Linked DNA regions of Sus scrofa: region 1 is linked to region 2. A link is a contact called in public promoter capture Hi-C data. All regions are on one chromosome and are shown on one strand. Each heading gives the region's core, a stretch centred on a gene start, on an enhancer-like site or on the middle of the called end of the contact. The rest is flanking DNA. Distances are from core to core; before and after follow the strand shown.

The links. Promoter capture Hi-C pulls out the DNA fragments that hold promoters and counts their contacts.
Region 1: a contact with region 2 is called in a promoter capture Hi-C map of liver, with 5 times the contacts expected there. The contact joins the promoter of SNRNP70 here to the promoter of DBP in region 2. A contact is called at or near these places in 1 of 5 promoter capture datasets (liver) and 9 of 47 Hi-C or Micro-C datasets (embryonic fibroblasts, epiblast stem cells, fetal heart ventricle and 5 more).

The regions. Positions count from the first base shown.
Region 1 is chr6:54,286,299-54,290,695 of Sscrofa11.1, reverse strand. SNRNP70 (U1 small nuclear ribonucleoprotein 70 kDa) reads right to left here and starts at 2,342. Exons shown (of 10, transcript XM_021094709.1): 1 at 2,120-2,342; 2 at 1,207-1,363. The coding sequence starts at 1,353. It also overlaps a transcript of NTF4 not described here.
Region 2 is chr6:53,991,230-53,995,107 of Sscrofa11.1, reverse strand. DBP (D site-binding protein) reads left to right here and starts at 2,064. Exons shown (of 4, transcript XM_003127286.6): 1 at 2,064-2,878; 2 at 3,748-3,878. The coding sequence starts at 2,740. It overlaps CA11 (carbonic anhydrase 11), which reads left to right. Exons shown (of 9, transcript NM_001004038.1): 6 at 38-113; 7 at 215-369; 8 at 625-790; 9 at 1,589-1,711. The coding sequence ends at 1,614. It overlaps LOC110261016 (a long non-coding RNA gene), which reads right to left and starts at 1,002. Exons shown (of 3, transcript XR_002344719.1): 1 at 878-1,002.

The DNA of each region.
Region 1 (4,397 bases), core at 1,093-3,592, 300 kb before region 2:
GCCCCATGCTATCTGGGAACTGTTACTGGTCTGTGACAAGAGAACTACAGAAACTGGCATTAAGTATTCAGAAACCTCGACAGCAATCTGACAGAGTAGCTTTATATCTGTTGAACTCAACAAATGAAATTTGATTTGTTTTTTTTTTAACTTTGTAGCCTTTCTCTAAAAATACTAGAAAGTGAAAATAATCCTTGTGTTTATCAAAAGCACCACTCTGCAGCAGACTTGTCCTTAATCACAGATAAGAATTGGGACCAGGCCTGAAGCAAAAGAAGCTGACAGTGCAGTGCTCAGAGGCAAACAACTGGACACCTTCTGAGGGCCAGGGTAGTTCCTGAAGGTCTCGGCGAGCACTCATTAAACAGTAACTGTCACATGACCACATCTGCCGCCAGCCTGTAACTACTGCATTGACTTAACTGGCTAGTCATATTTTCCAAATACCGGTTCACCGAGGCTGGCAAATACTACTATAGAGCCAACCTCCTGTCACCTCTGTACTAAACTTCTGCTCCACAACTTCCTTCACCTCCCCGTTCCCACCTGATGCCAGAACTTTCTTCTTCTGACTCCTGTGTGCCAGCACTTCTCGGGTGTCCGCCGATGCACCTCAACAGGTGGATGTTGTTAACCCAATTTCGAAAATGAAAAAACCGAGGCCCATGGGCCAAAGCCATTTATCTCTGTTCACCCTGCAGGTACAAAGCTGCAATTCTCAAGCCTGTGGTCTTCAATGCACCAATCACCAAGTGCTAACCCTTTACAAATTTCACCATATTAATGACCAAAATGGTCATTATACGTTAAGAAATAATTGATGTTTACTGACTGCTTGGCGTCAAGCCCCATAACGTTAAAAAAAAAAAAAAAACAAACAGTCAATTCTCCATCAAATTACATCAAAGACACTAATATTCCCTTGCTAAACATGGGGGGGAAAAAAATCACAGCAGTTAGAGGATACACCTCTTGCCCAAGATCATCACGCAACCGATAAATGGCGCACCAAGGACTACCTAACTCGAGAGTCTGAATCCTCAACTGGTAGTTACTGAATTTTCACAAAAGCCCTACAAGGGCTGTGTTACCAATCTAAGACAGGGAAACAGGATAAAAGCCACCTTCCTCAATCACACAGCTAGAAAATCGCCAGAGACCAGACTCCCCGATCCAGCCCACTCCAAGCCTCTTCAGTGAACTCACCTCAAACTCTCGGATGTAGGGCGCAATGCCACAGTAAGGTTGATTGTGGTGTTTTTCATGTGGCAGTTTCTCCAGGGGTGGCAGGTATGGGATGGGGTCACGGGGAGCAAAGAGGGCCAGAAGGTTGGGCGGCAGGAACTGGGTCATCGTGCCAAGTCTGAGAGCAGAAGCAGGACCATCTTATGTTAGGGTGGGCTGGGGAGATGAAGCCCCTATCAATCCCTTGCCTCCCAAGAAAAGAGAGAAACACGGACAAAAATCTCAAAGTCTCCTGTAAGGACACAGAGCGCGATCGATCCTTAATCACAGGGGCAAGCAGATTCTAGAGGGAGGGCTGTGTGAACGGGAGGGGAGGGGGAGGGCAAGAGAAGAGAAACAAAGACTGAAAACAGGTTTCCGAGCAGTGAAGTCCTGAGCAAGGAACTGCGGGGCTGAAGGTCCCTGGGGGCTTGTGGGGCATCAAGGATCCCGAGGAAGGAGGTCTAGGGCCGTGGCGGCTGGTGGTCCCGCACCTTGGATAAAAGGTTATAGGGGGAGGACCGCAAGAGGTCTCTGATCAGGAGAAGGGGTCAGTCATAAACAGCAAACCTCTCAAGCCAGGGGGTTGTGGGTAATAGATCTAGGCCCCGCAGGCGAAGTGGATTGTGGGTAAGGGTCCAGGACGGAAGGGAAGCGAGGACGAAAAAAGGCAACACAGCGCAAAGGCCTGTGGGTAAGTGACCGCTGAGGGCGGGGGAGGGGGACTATGGAAAAAGCCTAAGTGACCGGAGAACTCTGGGTAAGGCGTGCAAAAAGGTTCTGTGGTGGCGGTGGCGCGGGAAGACTGCCCGGCCCCGGGGAAGGGACTGGGATCCACCGCAGGGGCTTGTGGGTAGCGGCCCCGCACCCGGTAAGGCCACTCAGTCATACTCACCCGCCGCGCGGCGCCCTCCTCGGCCTGGCGACGGTCCAGGGGCTCGCGGCGGCCCCACAGCAGCAGGTACTCTAGCTCTAGCTTCGACTCAGACGGCGACCGCGTCTCTCAGTCTCTGTCGCCCGCCCAGCGCGCGCACCAGGCCACAGCTCACGAGCCCGCGCGGCCTCGGCTCGCGACAGGGGCAAGGGGTGGAACCAGCCTCAAATCCCTCCGCCGACCCTATTGCGCACGCGCCGCGCGAGTCAAGTGCAACCCACACACAGGAACCTTGGCGCCGCTGCGAGCACTGCGCACGCGCGAGGCCACTACCCCGCCTTCCGGCACCTTAAACTCCTTTGCCGCGGCGGGATGAAGGTCACAGTGCGCACGCGCGCTCCGCCCCAAGCGGTCCCCTTTCACCTCGCGCTCAGGGCTCCAACTGCCTCTGTCCGCGAGACTCTTGATGCTCCACGCCTTTTCTTACACACTTCCCGGATCTTGCGCGCATGCCTGTAACGTCTTTCACACTGAAATATCCTTCCGCCGCCTGGCAAAGAGTTCCTACGTGAACAGTGTGATTCCTTAACCTAGGAAATCAGTAACTGTTCATTGAGCGCCCAATGTGTGCGTGGCGTTGTTTGGGCTCTGGCGATATACCATGCGACTGAAGCGAAGTCTTTTCCTTTTTGGAGCTTACATTGTACTGAGGGAGACAATAAAGGCACTTAAAAAGATAAATTTCGGACGGTGGCCAACACAGTAAAGAAAAATAGGGCCGAGTACGGGAATGGGCGGGGATAGAGGGGTTATTTTAGAACTAGGTCCTTCTGGAGAAGGAGACTGATGGAAGGGAGATCTGGGCGGGTTTAACAGCAAGTGCAAAGGTCCTGAATTGGGGCGGAAAGTGGGAATCTCATGTTGGCTGAGAGAGCAGAGAGCTGGCGGATTATTTAGGGCCCTGTAGACCTGTAAGAAGTTAAAATATTTGAAGTTTGGGGAATAGATTCAATTGCCTGTTTGATAATAATTACAGAAATTACTACAAAATTTAAATGGCTAATATCATGCTACTTAAAAAAAATATCCTGAAGCGTTCTCTCGTGGCGCAGCAAGTTAAGAATGAGCATTGTTACTGCATTGGCTTGGGTTGCTGATGTGGAGCAGGTGCCACCTCTGGCCAGGGCACATCGACATGCCATGGGCATGGCTTAAAAAACAGATAACGTATACATAGACACGTTTGCTTTCTGTGTATATGTATGTGGGAACTCTGCACTATTTTTTGGAACTTTTCCATAATTCTAAAATTACTTCAAAATAAAAAGTTTGAAGAAAAATAAAGCTAATAATAATGTATTTTTTTTTAGTACCATTGGATAGTAAATGGCTGAGACACTGCACCTCTAAATGCTTCAGCATGTCTCCTAAGAATAATGGCATCCTCTGCCCAACAACACAGCTATTTTCACCTCTTAGAAAGTTTATCCAGCCCCTATTCAGATTTTCCCAGTTGACTCATGAGAACTCTATCTTAATCTGAAACAGGAGCCAGTCAATGTTCACGCGTTTATTTGGTTATCATGTCTCTCTCGCCTCTTTAACATAGAATAGACACACACACACACACACACACACACACACACACACACACACACACTGCGTTATGTTGTTGTTTTCCCCCGAGTTTGGTGTGCAGTCCTATGTCCTGCATTCTGACTTTGTCTGATTATTTCCTCGTGGAATTTAGTTCATTCCACTATCCCCATTTTGCCCATAAACTGGAAATTGAGTCTAAAGGTTTTCATAGACTGATATTGAACATTTTTGGCAAGAACATTACTCGGGTGATACTGCAGACTTTGTATTGCATCATGTCTGGTATTTCATCACATCTGGAAGTGCCTGATGTCAGATGGTCCTGGTATTATGATGCTGAGTTAGTCACCTGGTCAGGGTGCCAGCTACCAGATCTCTCCTGGCAAAGGTACATATTCTCCTTGGTAATCTGAGCAGTGGGACTTTGCTACTGTTCCCAAGCTCCTCTTATCCTGGTTGTAGCAGCCATTGCGGATCCTTGCCTGAATAAAGCGTTCCATGAGAGAGAGGGCAGATTTTATTGGAAATGAAATAGGAAGTTACTAATGGGTTTTGATCAAGAGACAGACAGACCTAATTTGCATTCTTTAAAAAAAAAAAGAACAGGAGTTCCCATCATGGCTCAGTGGTTAACGAATCCAACTAGGAACCATGAGGTTGTGGGTTCGATCCCTGGCCTTGCTCAGTGGGTTCAGGATCT
Region 2 (3,878 bases), core at 815-3,314:
ATTCTGGGTGCCTGTCGCTTCACCTCTTACCTCCGCACAGGTGGCTGGTAACTCAAACCCATTCCTCAGCCGCCTCCTTAACCGTGACACCATCACCCGCATCTCCTACAAGAGTAAGTCCCTGGGCACTGGGGGGTGGGGGGTGCGGGCGGGGGTGCACAAGGGGCCGTTCTCCAGGGGCACCGCTCTTCACACCCGCCTCATATTCCTGCAGATGATGCCTACTTTCTTCAAGACCTGAGCCTGGAGCTCCTATTCCCCGAATCCTTTGGCTTCATCACCTATCAGGGCTCTCTCAGCACCCCACCCTGCTCGGAGACTGTTACCTGGATCCTCATTGACAGGGCCCTCAATATCACCTCCCTCCAGGTGACCCTGTCAGCTCATTCCCCCTCCCTGCCACCCCCAGCCCCTTCCTTGGCCTGGGTGTCCCCTCGCTTCACCTCCCATCGGGGACAGAGAACTGGAGGGGACTGAGGGTCTGGCAATCCTTGGTGGAGGGTGGGGTGGGGCTGAGCAAGACCCCGCCCACCTGCTCCCAGGAGCGGGGGGTTTTCTGTGATGCCAGCAGGGCCATTCATTAGTCACTTCCAGGTTCCCACCCTCCCTCGCCCTCCTTGGCAGATGCACTCCCTGAGACTCCTGAGCCAGAATCCTCCGTCCCAGATCTTCCAGAGCCTCAGTGGGAACGGCCGGCCCCTGCAGCCCTTGGCCCACAGGGCCTTGAGGGGCAACAGGGACCCCAGGCACCCCGAGAGGCGCTGCCGAGGCCCCAACTACCGCCTGCATGGTATGATCCAGTATGCACCCCCTCGTCTTGGTCTAACCCGCCTATGTGTCTGTCTCCCCTTGGTGTCTCAATATGATACAGTCCTACCCTTCTTTGCTGCTTCTGTGTGATCCAGCCTCCTGAGCTCTCACTCGCTCTTTCTCCCTTCTCCATTTGTGTCAACGTGGTACAGCCCACCTCTCCGTCATAGACCATTGCTGGTCCATGATTTGTCTTTCCTCCTCACTGCTTGCGACTTGCAACTTGGTGTATAACCCGAACCCCCTTGCTTCCATGGGGGTACGATCAACTACTGGACCGTGGCTCTTGTTAAGGCTTTCTGAAATGGTATCGCCCGAAACCTTTCCCCTCTTTCCATGTGGTACAACCCTACGCTGGTCCAAAGTCTGACACCCCCTTCACTGAAAAACAACATGGTACAATCCCCTTCCCCTTCTACTGCCTCCTCTTGGTTCAGTCCAGTGATCTGACATCCACCTCTCTGGCTTCCCAACATGGTATAGCCTAGGCCTCCCCGTGAATACCGTCGCGTAGTTCAGCCTGATGCTGAAACTGGACGTCCCTGTGCCACCCTCCTGCTGCCTCCCTATGGTTCAGCCCACTGCCAGTTCGCAATCTGTCCTTTTCCCCTAGCTTCTCAAGCTGGTACATTCCAGTTTCCCCTTCGCAGCCTGCCTGTGGTATGGCCCGGCGCAGCCCAGCACCGCTACCCCGCCTCCTGCACGCCCCTGCACGCCCCCTACCCGGTGCATCCTATCAGGCCCTAAACTAACGCCCCCCACCGGTTTCGTCTTACAGTGGATGGTGCCCCCCACGGTCGCTGAGACTCCCCATCGAGGATTGCGCCTGCCTTGCCCAAGCCTCCCCACAGAGGGAGGGGAGTCACCCCCAAAACAAAGCTATTAAAGGGACAGAATACTTCCTGTATCTCAGTGGTCTGATTCTAGGCGCGGCGGGGAAGCATTTGGATATTAAAGAATAGCAGCCTTCTTCTAGAAACCAATCTCCCACTTCCTAAACCCCACTACTCGGGTTTTTGGCTTCCTTTTTCCAAAACAATCATTAGGATTTGTGGCTCCTGTATGGCTCTTCTCCCGCGCCCCCCACCCTCTCACCCACCCTCCCAGTCAGGCAGCACGCGCAGAGCCATGTGCTTCCCCCTCCCGCCTGCCTCATTGGCCTGAACTGGGTCACGGTCCCGCCCCCAGAGCCGTCTCCCATTGGGCAAATGTAGGTCAGGGTCCCGCCTCCCTCCAAATGGCAAGGTAACTTCACTCACTGAGCCCCTTGCTCGCGCACTCCAGGCCTCGGCAGATCCAGGAGTCCCATTGGCTGTGGGTCTCGAGGGGTCGAGACGCGATTGGCCTGCGCTTTCAGCGGGAGGGAGGCACGCGGCTGGGGTGCAAGGCCTGAGAGTCCGGCGGGGCCAAGAGGAGGGGTGCGCGCTGTGGCGTCGGGTGTTTTGGTTTGGCTTTTTTTTTTTTTTTTCCGCGAAAGAAGTTTGCTTTGGCCACGCCTCAAGGCAGCCGCCTCCTCCTGCCCTCTCCCCCGCCCCTCCGCGCACACCTCTTGGTGCAGATTGCAAAGCTCCTTCCTTAGAGAGAGCTGCAGATTTTGCAAGAGCCAGGCTCGCCCACCTTGTAGGAGCGCCTTGTGTCCCCTTGAGCCCTCGGTTGCAAAGAGCTGGCCGCCTGATTTGATCACTCCCTCACCCAGACTGTATGGTCTCCTGGGACCCTCTTGAGTTGCACATTTCTGCACCGAGGACTGCAAATCCCCATCGCTCCTAGGACTTGCAGTGTTCTGGAGACTGGAGACTGGAGGCTTGCAAGCTACTTTCGCCCGCCCCTGGGCAGACACCCGCCTGAACCACAGGAGTGTGCCGCTGACTGGCAAGCCAGCTCTTCGCCTCTCTATGAGCCCGTGAGCCTGCGGGCAGGTGCCGGGCGATGGCGCGGCCCGTGAGCGACAGGACCCCGGCCCCCCTGCTGCTGGGCGGCCCGGCCGGGGCCCCCCCTGGCGGGGGAGCGCTGCTTGGGTTGCGGAGCCTTCTGCAGGGGACCAGCAAGCCCAAAGAGCCAACCAGCTGTGAGTTCTAGCCCCCCCCCCCCCAGCTCTTAGGGACTCCAGTGCTGGGAGGGTCCACAGATACCTCTTACGTGCCCAGAGTCCACCCTTCCAACCTTTATCTACCCCAATACTTAGGTGTTTAAGCCCCTAGATCCCTCAGCACCCAGGACCCAAAAATACCGGCTTTCAAGCCCGTCCACCCCGAGGACTCGAGACTCTAGGCCCCAGCCCCCTGTTTCTTGTGGTTCCGAGAGTCTTGGACTCTTGGGGTCGAGGGAGAAGGGAGGGGGGTGTGTCGGATGCTCACACGGTAGTTACACGGGCTTGGGCGGAGCCTCCTGGGGTCACATGGAGTCTAGGGACGAGGAATGTGCCCCAGAAATAGAACCCCTTCCTGACCCTTACGGGGGGGGGAGATCGAGGAGAAAGGGGTACAGTGCGCGGGGGGTAGGGGGCTAATTACAGAAGAATTACAGAGCTGTCATTTTTTCTCTTACCTGCCCAACCCTCCACCTACCTCTCTTTGAACTTCTGTCCCCCTTCTATGTCCCTATCTCTTCTTGGGTCTCTGTCCCCATCTCTCTCTTTGCATCCATGTCCTCCCCTCTTTCTGGCTCTCTGTCCCTCTCTCTGTCTGTCGCCCCGTCTCTTGTCTTTTCTCTCTGGGTCTCTCTCCCTCTCTGAGCCTCTGTCCCCTCCTATCTCTGGGCCCTTGCCCACCCTCTCTGATCTCTCCTCTACTTCTCTTCTGTCCCCTCTTTCTCTTCACCTCGGCGGTGGGGCTCTCTATCCCCTCGTTTCTCCTGTCTTTCTCCACTCGGAGACTCTTCTTCATTTCCATCTCCCTCTTCCTGCCCACCCTGCCCGCTCTTTCCCTGGCCCCGAAGGTCTCCTGAAGGAAAAGGAGCGCAAAGCGGCCCCGCCGGCGGCCACGGTCCCGGGGCCGGGCCTGGAGCCTGCAGGTCCGGCGGATGCCTCAGCTGGGGCGGTGGTGGGCGGCGGGTCCCCGCGGGGACGC